2 separate regions of the Mus musculus genome follow, and region 2 is linked to region 1. Evidence: chromatin contacts called from public HiChIP or PLAC-seq data. All regions are on one chromosome and are shown on one strand. The core of a region is the stretch at or near the end of the contact, and the rest is flanking DNA. Distances in the headings are between cores, read along the strand shown. Region 1 overlaps Cspg4 (chondroitin sulfate proteoglycan 4). Region 2 holds the start of Cox5a (cytochrome c oxidase subunit 5A).

The links. HiChIP or PLAC-seq counts read pairs in DNA pulled down with a chosen protein or histone mark.
Region 2: an H3K27ac HiChIP or PLAC-seq map of trophoblast stem cells shows a contact between it and region 1, with 4 times the contacts expected there. The contact joins the promoter of Cox5a here to the enhancer-like site in region 1. A contact is called at or near these places in 4 of 39 promoter capture datasets (the C10 cell line, embryonic stem cells, hippocampal neurons and 1 more), 1 of 15 datasets of contacts at CTCF or cohesin (large pre-B cells), 3 of 484 Hi-C or Micro-C datasets (the N1E-115 cell line, embryonic stem cells and uterus), 5 of 115 datasets of contacts at active chromatin or transcription factors (T-cell acute lymphoblastic leukemia, embryonic stem cells, extraembryonic endoderm stem cells and 2 more) and 1 of 9 other capture datasets (adipose tissue).

The regions. Positions count from the first base shown.
Region 1 is chr9:56,888,000-56,893,054 of GRCm38.p6, reverse strand. It overlaps Cspg4 (chondroitin sulfate proteoglycan 4), which reads right to left. Exons shown (of 10, transcript NM_139001.2): 3 at 4,269-5,055; 4 at 2,515-2,997; 5 at 1,889-2,065; 6 at 542-740; 7 at 304-438; 8 at 34-200. Among named protein-coding and RNA genes, the nearest start is that of Cspg4, 25 kb to the right of the region's middle. Within about 2 kb of position 3,149, at least 16 of the 459 cell types and tissues checked have an H3K27ac peak or open chromatin away from gene starts, as enhancers often do. A contact at or near this core is called in hippocampal neurons and trophoblast stem cells, where this site is marked.
Region 2 is chr9:57,517,572-57,522,749 of GRCm38.p6, reverse strand. Cox5a (cytochrome c oxidase subunit 5A) reads right to left here and starts at 1,518. Exons shown (of 5, transcript NM_007747.2): 1 at 1,335-1,518. The coding sequence starts at 1,422.

The DNA.
Region 1 (5,055 bases), core at 1,900-4,399:
GTCTGTGTGGTGGCTGAGGAGTGAGGCCCTTACCTCAGCCTGGGTGAAGTTCACCAAGACCTCCTCTGCACTTCCTTGCTGGGCATGGAGGAGTCGGCCAAGCTGGGGGCCTCTTACCACCCGGTAGAGCAGGTGACGAGGGTCAGCGCCTGTGCTGGAACTGGCGCTCAGGCTCTGGCTGCTGAGCGGCTGCACAGACTCTGTGAAGCATGGAGGAGCCTGTTAGCTTTTGACAGGAGCCCAGACAAGGGTCCTGGGCTACCATCCTCCATTCTGCCTCGGCTAGCCAGCATGCAGACCTACCTGGACAGACGGTCAACTTCCGGGTGCCCTCCAAGGAGAGGAGTGCCTGCTTCTGGGCCACCACTCGGAAGAAATGTCCAGGAGAAGTGTGTGCGCCGTCAGAGAGGTCGAAGTGGAAGCCTCCTTCCAGGGCTCCTGAGCACAGGGTGGGTGGAGCTGGGTCCTGTTGGCCCAAGGTAGCTCCCTCCCCTCAAGGTACCCCCACCCCAGGAGGCTGGAGAACCCTCTCAGCACCCACCTCTGTGTGAGAACAGCACAAGCCCACTGTCCAGCTGGGCCTGTGTGAAGCGGTGGACCTCGGTGTCTGGTGCCACCCTCAAGGCGATCCGTCCGTTGCTGGGCTGCTCGATGGTGTAGACCAAGTCTTCTGGGCCCGAATCATTGTCTGTTCCCCTGAGGGCCTCAGGAGGGATGGGCACAATGGCCCCCTCCCAGATCTAGGGACACAGACCGTGAAAGTCCTGTCCACATTGTGTCCTTTCCATCCCTTTCCTCCTGGCCCTTGGACTTTCACCAGGCCCCCAACCTGCTCTGCCCGGCTGTCATGGACACCTGTGCCATTCTGAGCCTTCTTTCTCATTCTCCTTTTCTGTCACGCAGGTTCCTTCTCCACCAGCCCTGATCTTAATTGTACCTCAAAGCCAGACCACAACCTCCTGCCTAGAAATGTTCCTGTTTGGTCCTTACTTCAGAGATCCCTGTCCCTGACCAAAGGTGCTGCCGGGTCTCCCTGGTGGGGGGGCCTTCCCTTTCCTCCTGCCATGGCATATACCATCTGGCGCGGGTGGGCACAGGACAGAGGCAATGGTGTTGGCCAGCGCAGAACACTTAGAAATAGGCTCTCCTGCCAGTTGAAGCTCGGGAGGGAGGCGGAGAGCGGAGAGCTGATTCCTGATTCCTAGCTGAATCGGCTAGGAATCCACCCGTGCAGTGCAGGGGAGGCCCCATAGGCTACCCACCCACGCAGGGCAAGGTCTTCTTCCAGAGCCCTGTTCCATGTGGCACAGGGCCAGTCACTGAGGCCATTCTGGGTACGAGGCCCTCATCTCAGAAAACGTCCTTCTAAAACCCAGGAGCTGCTTCTCCCTCCCAGAGTCCGAGAGTAAGTTAAAACCAGTGTTGGACTCCAGGGGGCTAACATGGGTGGATATTGCCACCTAGTGGCCAATTTACCACACATCATTTCCAACTTAGGCATCCCTTAGTTATCTAGACCCTCAGCCTATATATAGGGAAGCTTCGTTGTGATCTTTATTTGCTGTGACCCTCGAGCTCCCAACCTGCAGCCCACAATACAGGACTTATAATACATTTCTTTAGGTATTTTGGGCCTGAGACATGAGGGAAAACCTTTCTGTGAACAGGTGGGTCCAAGGACAGGCAAGGTCAAGGATGGTCTTTCTAAACCAAGACTGCCCAGTAACAAAACCTCACAACTGCGTTTTGTTTTCAGCACTGTATCACATCTCTCCTTCCAAGTTTGTGGTAGTGAACCCATTTCACAGAGGATGACACTGAGCCAGAGAGAAGGGACTCTAGTCTCTTTCTGGGACCAGAGATGGGATAGGTTCAGGAGTGAACTCACTTGCAGGCCTGTGTTTGTGGTGAGAACAGGGGGTTGGTCATTAACAGGAAGGATGGTGATCGTGAAGGCCACGGGCTGGCTCTGGCGGTCCATCTCTGAGGCATTAGCTAGCAGAACAAAGGCGTCTGTCTGTGTCTCACTTCCATCATGCACGTAGCGGATCAGCTGCTCTTCCACCTATGAGGAGACCCAGGATTGGTTGTCAGGCTTCAGCTAGCCCAAGACTCAACAGGGATCTTGGGACCAGCACCCTTAACGTCCCATTGTTAGGTACAGGAGACAGATCCCTTTAGAACACATTTCCACAGGTAAGAAGTGTGTATGTGGAGAGATGGCTCAGTGGTTAAGAGCACTGACTGCTCTTCCAGAGGTCCTGAGTTCAATTCCCTGCAACCACATGGTGTTTCATAACCATGTGTAATGGGATCTGGTGCCCTCTTCTGGTGTGTCTGAATAGAGCAATGATATATATTACATTCTTAAAAAAAAAAGAAGTGTGTGTGTGTGTGTGTGTGTGTGTGTGTGTGTGTAAACAACAACGTTTCCATTTCTCAGGGGAAGACTGAAATTAAAGCATAAAGCAGTGCCAGTAACTAGAGCCGAGGAGGCGCAGGTGTCTCCGGTACCTCTCTCCAGGAGAAGGTGCTGAGGCTCCCATCTTGAGAATGATCCTCCTTCTGCAGGGCCCCGTGCTGCGGTGGCTCTAGCACCTGCAGGACAAGGCCTGGCAGCGTGGGGAAGTAAGGCCCAGTGATCTGGACCAGAGGAGGGGCCAGCGTCCGGGTGCCGCCCTCGGGAACGCTGAAGTTTTGAACATCCAGGGGGATGACTGTGGGCAGCACCTCCAGCTCCACAGAGATGCCTTCAAGAGGATCACCCAGGCCCGAGGCCACATCCAGGGAGAAGGAATCACTCCAGGCTCCAGGGCGAGAGTGCAGGTAGAGAACCCGGCCTGAATTCACTGCCTCCTGGGAGAAGCTCTGCACAGGGTCCAGGCTGGGCGGCTCCTCTGCTGAAGCGCCGTGGGACACCATCACCAGGTAGCCGGCGTTCGGGGGGCTTCTCAACGAGAACATGATGTCGGCAGGCAGCACTGCCTCCTGGACCACCTAGTCAACAGAGACGATGGGGACAAACGGGGTCACAGGCTGTTGTGGACCTCAGGTGGCAGAACAGGCTCGGTCGCCACGTGTGGCTAATGCTTTGCTCAGGATCTGCTATAGCTGACACTATATACCACAAGAGGGCGCTCTCACCATACCTAGCAGCACAGGCTCCCAGGTCTTAAGCAGTTTGCTGATTTGGTCCACCCCAAAGGAGGCTGAGTACTCCTTCAATGCCTGCTCTACCCACACAAAAAAGTCTAAGCACCACTCTTAAACTACACTGCACTTCTGATTCTATGCCTTTGCAGAATACACCCCCCCCCACACACACACTTTTTAAAGATTTATATGTAAGTACACCGCAGCTGTCTTCAGACACAGCAGAAGAGGGCATCAGATTTCATTACGGATGGTTGTGAGCCAGCATGTGGTCGCTGGGATTTGAACTCAAGACCCTTGGGAGAGCAGTCAGTGCCCTTAACCACTGAGCCATCTCTCTAGCCCCCAGAATCCATTCTTTTAGCTTGGAATGCCATCTGCTACTTTTTTTTGCTGTCCATACTCCATACTTTTCTCTTTTCTCCACTCTTCTCCTACCTCTTCTTTTGTCTGGCCTGGAACTCTCTTAATAGACCAGGTTGGCCTTGAATTCAAAGAGCTCTGCCTGCCTCTGCCTCCTGAGTGCTGGGATTAAAGGTGTGCACCACCAAAGCTTGGTTCATATGCTGCCTCCTCTGGTGTGGACACTTCCTGACATGTTTAGTCATGGTCTTTCTCAAAGTCCAAACACTCAGAACTGGAAGGGCCTCAAAACTGGGCCTTCACAGTAAGGCAGTGAGCCAGCTGGTCAGCATTGCGCTGTGAGCTCCCTGAGTTAACAGACACCATCACAGGCCCTCACAGTTCTGTTGTGGAGTCTAGGGAAAGAGCTAAGGACCTGTGGATCTGAGGGGCAGCGCTCCTAAAGGTCACCCCTCATGGTAACCTCATAGGGACTGTGACAGGATATACACTCTTGGTCTCTGCTTCAGAGATTCTGTGGATCTGGCTGGAACCCAGATTTTACACGGCTATCCATAGCAAGGACACATGTATATGTGATCTCTGGAGGTGCGTGACACTTAACAGGTAGGTGTATGTTCCTAGACACATGCAGAACTACAACACATACAGGTGACTACTGAAGCTGTAATACTCCTAAGACCTGCATCCCCACAGGAACGCCCCCCTCATGGAAGTACCCTCAGCTTGGCAGGCCTCGTGCACTGCCTTACCTCTAGCTGGTCCCTTCTGATCTCAGCCGCTTCCCCCTGGAAGACGTAGATCTTTTTGTGCTGCACCAGTTGCAGTGGGGCCAGGGGACCCTCGAGGGCAATGGTCACTTGTAGGAAGGTGTTAGTGTGTACTGGCCCTGCTGCCACAGAAAACGCCAGGGTGTCTTGGGGGCTGAGGCTGCCATTGTGGCTGTAGAGGATGGCCCCATCGAGCAAGTCCCGTTGGGAGAAGGAGGTGACTGACTGGCCATCCCGGAGCAGCTGCCCCCACTGAGGACCAGCGGTTACATGGTAGTGGACCTCATTTCCACTTCGTATGTCCAGGTTGGTGTCCAGCTGGAGCACAGCAGTGTCAATGGTGCCCTGGCCTCCTTGAGGAACCACGAGACTAGAACTATTGGCTACGTGAAGATAGGGTTCTGAGGCTTGGACCTCCAGCATGGCAGTAGCCTGGTGCTGCCCATCAGACACCTGCAGCTGGAGCCAGCCGTGGTCGGCCCCCGAGTGCACAAACAGGACTTGCTTCTTCCTGAGATCCTCTTGGGTGAACCGGTAGATGGGCCTCGTGGGCTCCTCCATAGCCACAATGCTGCCAAAGAGGAGGTCCTTGCGGGTCAGCACCAGTTGCGCATCACTGAACCCTGAATCAGCATCGCTGAAGGCTACATCATCTGTAGTCAGCAGTCGCTGTCCACCCCGGGCCACGTGGAAGACACGGCTAATGGTCTGCACAGGGGCGTGGTCATTCACAGGCTGGATGGCCACTCGGAAGACACCACGCACCTCC
Region 2 (5,178 bases), core at 269-2,768, 630 kb before region 1:
CACAAAGAGATCCACCTTTTTCTTTTTCTTTTTTAAACCTCCCTGTGAGTGTTGGTCCCAACGTACCTGGCTAAGTTATTTTTATATCTACACACATGAACTAAATCTCATAAAACACTAATGTATCTCAGACCAGGATCCAAGCACACAACTACTGTGATTAAAGTATAATGCCTGTGCCGGGTGTGGTGGCTCCCAAGGTTAATCCCTGCACTTAGGAGGCAAGAGGAATGCAATAAGTTCCTCGATAGCCCTTTTAGTACCATTCTGAGTTCTAGTCTAGTCTGGGCTATAGAGGCCCTGTTTCTAAAATAAAATACTCCTATTTATTTTAGGCCGATGCCGGCCTGGTTTACAAAGAGTTCCAGGACAGCCAGGCTACACAGCTGACACATACCACAACCAAACAAAACCAAAAGTAAGATAGATGTACCGTGCTAAGTGGAGAGGGTCTGAGAACACACCAAGTGGCAGAGCAATTATCTAGCAATGCAGGGCCCTTGGTTCCCCCTCAGCAATGGGGGTGGACAGTGATGGGACACAAAATCTCCTGATCACACAGAAGGGGAAACAAGCAACCAAACATAATACTTCATAAGTCAGCACTGAAGCTTCTCATTTTAAACGGGTGGAGGGGAATCCACGAAGCTTTCCCATGTTTGTACACCCAGTATTCCTCAGTATTTGGTACCCAATCTTGTAAACGTTATCATTCTTTCCATTAATATTTGTCAATGTTCAGGCTCTCTTACAAGCCGCAAGAAACCACACTTTAAATTATCTATTTGAAACGCAGGGCTAAAATGTGGCTCAACAGTCCTCAAACGTGGCCGTACCCAGTTATGAAGGTGACACAAAAATGCCAGCAGAGAATTGCCTGATCAGGGCTAAAAGGGTATTGTGTCCCACTGGGGAATCAAATTGTGTTCTAGGAAACGCAGAGGCGGGCGGCGCGCCCGGAGGCTCAATGTCACCTTCGCCAAGATGCCGCAGGCCGGCGGGGGCCACTCCCGGTCAGGTGGCTGCGGGGTCAGCGCAGGGAACGGTCACGGCCCAGAGACTGAAAGGAAGTGCTGAGCTCGTCCTCGGCGACCCCGGCAAGTCCACACACCTGACTGGCCGCGGGTTCGGCATCAGGAAGTGGCGGGGAGGGAGGCCCGGAGGAGTCTCCTACACGACTCCAGACGGCCGCGGACGCACTGCGGTCACCGGGCTCCAATGCCGGCTCGCAGGGCAAAGGCTAGGCCGCCAGGGAGCCTGCCCTCGAGTGGCGGCGGGAGCCCAGGTCACAGCAAGGACACGCGAGCGAGGGCTGTGGCGGGCGCGGACCTTACCGGCGGCGGGGCTGGGAGCCGAGGCGGGGTGCAGGAGGCCTCGGGCAGCCGCGGCTGCGGTACAGCGACGGAGGGCAGCGGCGAGCATGACGGCGACCACAGCGCACTGGCTGAGGCTGACGAGAAGCCGGTGTGAGCTCGCGGGCGGTACAGCAGTTCGCGGGGGCCGGACTCACGCAGCGACGCACGCTGGGCGGAGCATAAGGCCGGCCCACTGCGGAGCTCGCGCCTACGGAAGCGGGTGGGGCGCCATGCGGTCGCCGGCGGCTACGGCGGCCGTGGAGGACAAACCACGTCGGCGCCGCGCCAAAGCTGGTCCGATGACCCGGGTGACCGTAGTGAACATTCCTGCGTGGGAGGAAAGGCAGGGTGAGCAATGGACAATGTGGATTTGGAATCGCCAACAGAGGAGACTATCACAATTTGGAATTGTAGCGATAATAACGGCAAACTATAATAAGAATAACCGCTTTGCCCCCGCGCGTTGGTGTATGCTATAATTCTAGCCCTCTACAGGCTAAGTATTAGGAATTTCAGGCTCTCTTATGCAACCTGAGTCTCAGAAAAAAAAAAAATCATACTGGGAGTAGTGACTCAAGACAATAATCAACATTTTGGAGGCAGGGGGAAAGGGGATTCAAGGACAGCCTGGGTCACATGATCCTCCCCCACCCACTAAAGCCCAATTATTTACTTTTACCCATTAGGAAACCGACTCAAAAATTACGTTGTTTAGGGTCTAGGAAGATAGACGGTTTAGTGGATAAAGTGCTTTCTGTGGCTCAGTAGTTAATAGTTTATTAACTTTCTGCGCTCTCAGAGGACTCACGTTTACTTCACATCAGGTGGCTCCCAACTGTCTGTAACTCCCGCTCCAAGGGAATCTGACACCCTCTTCTGGACATCACAAGTACCCACATTGTGCTGTGCTATATACTCACACACATACATGTAAATAAACTTTACAAATGAAATGAAGGCACGGATGAATAAGTAAACGAAAAATGAAAAAAATGTACCTTGATTAAACGAGTATGAATCCATGAATTGGCTTTCCTAATCTTGACTTCTCTGAGCCAATTATGGGACATATGTTAGTTATCTTAATTTTATTTTTGGTTATAAGGTGTGGTAGTTATTGAATAAGAATGGCTCCCATAGTCTCATATATTTGAATGCTTGGTCATCAGAGAGTGGCACTATTTGAGAGGGATTAGAAGGTGTGGCCTTGTTGGAAGAAGTGTGTCATTGGGGGTGGGCTTTGGGGTTTCAAAAGCCCATGCAAGGTTCAGAGTCTCTCTCTTCCTGCTACCTTCAAATGTAGAACTCTCAGCTACTTCTCCAGTACCATTCCTGCCGTGCTTTCTGCCTGGATGATAATGGACACTGATCTCTAAAACTGTAAGCCAGCCCCAGTTAAATGCTTACTTTTATAAGAGTTGCTGTGGTCTCTTCACAGCAATAGAACACTAAGGTTTCATAGTAGCCCTGCCAGGCCTTGAACTCACAGAGGCCTGTCTGCTTCTGCCTCCTGAATGCTGGGATTAAAGGAGCTGGCTCACCAGCTCTTAGTTACTTTTTAAATTGATACAACAAAATATGTGACAGAAACAATTTAAGGAAGAAAGTGGGTTTGTTGTTGCTTGTTTGTTTTTTACAAAAGGGCCAGGCTATGCCAGTGCCTGGCAGATACAGAAGTGGATGCTCATAGTCATCTATTGGATGGAATACAGGGTCCCTAATGAAGGAGCTTGAGAAAGTACCCAAGGAGCTAAAGGGGTCTGCAACCCTATATGTGGAACAACAATATGAACTAACCAGTACCCTCAGAGCTATGTCTCTAGCTGCATATGTAGCAGAAGATGGCCTTGTCGGCCATCAATGGGAGGAGAGGCCCTTGGTCTTGCGAAGATCATATGCCCCAGTACAGGGGAACGCCAGGGCCAAGAAGAGGGAGTAGGTGGGTTGGGGAGCAGGGCGGGGGGAGGGTATAGGGGACTTTGGGGATAGCATTTAAAATGTAAATGAAGAAAATATCTAATAATAATTTTTTTAAAAGGCCAGGGATGTAGCTCAGGGGCGGAGTGCTTGTTTAGAATGATTTAACTCACAAGTAACACTTGCCTTTTTAAAGATACAGACTCAGTTGATGTTTATTATAGCCATGGGTGTAATCATCACAACTTTCTAGTTCCAGAACTTTCAGTCCAAGAATGGTTATCCCCACCCCCACCCATTGAAGGAACTTCTGACTGCCTTTCTGCTACTATAGCTTTATAAAGTTTTTTTATTTTGCTGGGCTTGAGGGTGGACAGTGCACACCTTTAATCCTAGCACTTGGGAGGCAGAGGCAGGCAGATCTCTGAGTCTGAGAGAGTTCCAGGACAGCCGTGGCTACACAGAGAAAACCTGTCTTGAAAAACTATACCAAACCAAAAGCCCCAAAACCCAAACAAAACAAGAAATGATTTGATGTGTAGGAGTGTTTTGTCTGTCTTATACATATGTACCACATGCACACCCAACATGTCAAAAGAGGGCATCAGATCCCCAGGACTGGGGAAGCAGATGGTTGCGATCTGATGCCAGGTGGGCGCTGGGAACAGAACTCTGGTCCATTTCAAGAGCAGCTAAGTCATCTCTCCGGCCCTTTGATTGCTTGTATGTTTCCTTTTATCCCTCCCCGAGTCTTGGGGAAGCATGTCGACTCTAAGCTGTACCTTCAGCTCTGTACACTTATTTTTACTGAGACAGGGTCTCACTACATTGTCCAAGCTGGCCTTGAACTTACTCTGTAGCCCTGTCAGACTTTTCACCTGCCTCTCACCTTCCCAAGTAAGATGGGATTCCAGGCCTGTGCTACCACACACAGCAAAAGGCTTGCCTTCTGTGGATATTTCACATAAAAGGACTCATATAATGTGGTCTTTGGTTTTTTGGGTTTTTTGTTTTTTGTTTTTGTTTTGGTCTTATTTTTTCTCTCCCTTTGATCCAGGGTCTCCCTGTATCACCCAGGGAGACCTCCAACTTCAGTTATTCTCAGTCTCTCTAAGGGCTGGGATTGAAGACATGTATCACTACACCCAGTCTTAACTACCTCTACCTCTTTAAAGTCCTATCTATAGATGCTGCCACATACTATGGTACTAAGTAGGATTTCTACATAGGAATTTTGGAGGAACACTATTTAGCCCATAACATAAAATCAATCTGTACTAATTCCTCCCCTTGGTATTATATCACCATACCAGCTGAAAAAAATTAAATTACATTTATTCATAAAGGGGAGGGGTGTCACAGCATGCATGGAGGTCATAGGACAACTTTCAGTCAGCCCTCTTCTTCCTTTCGTGGAGAGTGGGTAGATGAGGGGGTGAGGGTGGGGCTAGGTGGAGAGGTTGGGGGTAGGATCAAACCCAGATCATTAGATCCGGAAGCAATTACCTTTTCCACTGAGTTGTCTTGCTGGCCCAAAACTTCCCTCCTCTGATGGTCAGCTGGCTATTTCCATTGTGGAGCTCTTATGAATAGTGTTCTGAATATTCACGCTTACGCTTTAATATGTTCTGATCTATTTCAATTCTGTGTGTCAGCATAATTTTCATGGTTACAGATCCTGAGAGCTTTTAGCTTGAAAGCCAGAGGCAAGACAAGAATATATTACCGCTGTCACTTAACATTGTTCTGGATGGTCCACCAGCACATTTGGAAGCAGTCATGTACACATTTTGTGTGTGTGTGTGTGTGTGTGTGTGTGTGTGTGTGTGTGTGTGTGCGGGGGGAGATGTTTTCAGTTCTTCTGGACATACATCTAAAACATTATATGAGCCGTGCAGCAAGCGTT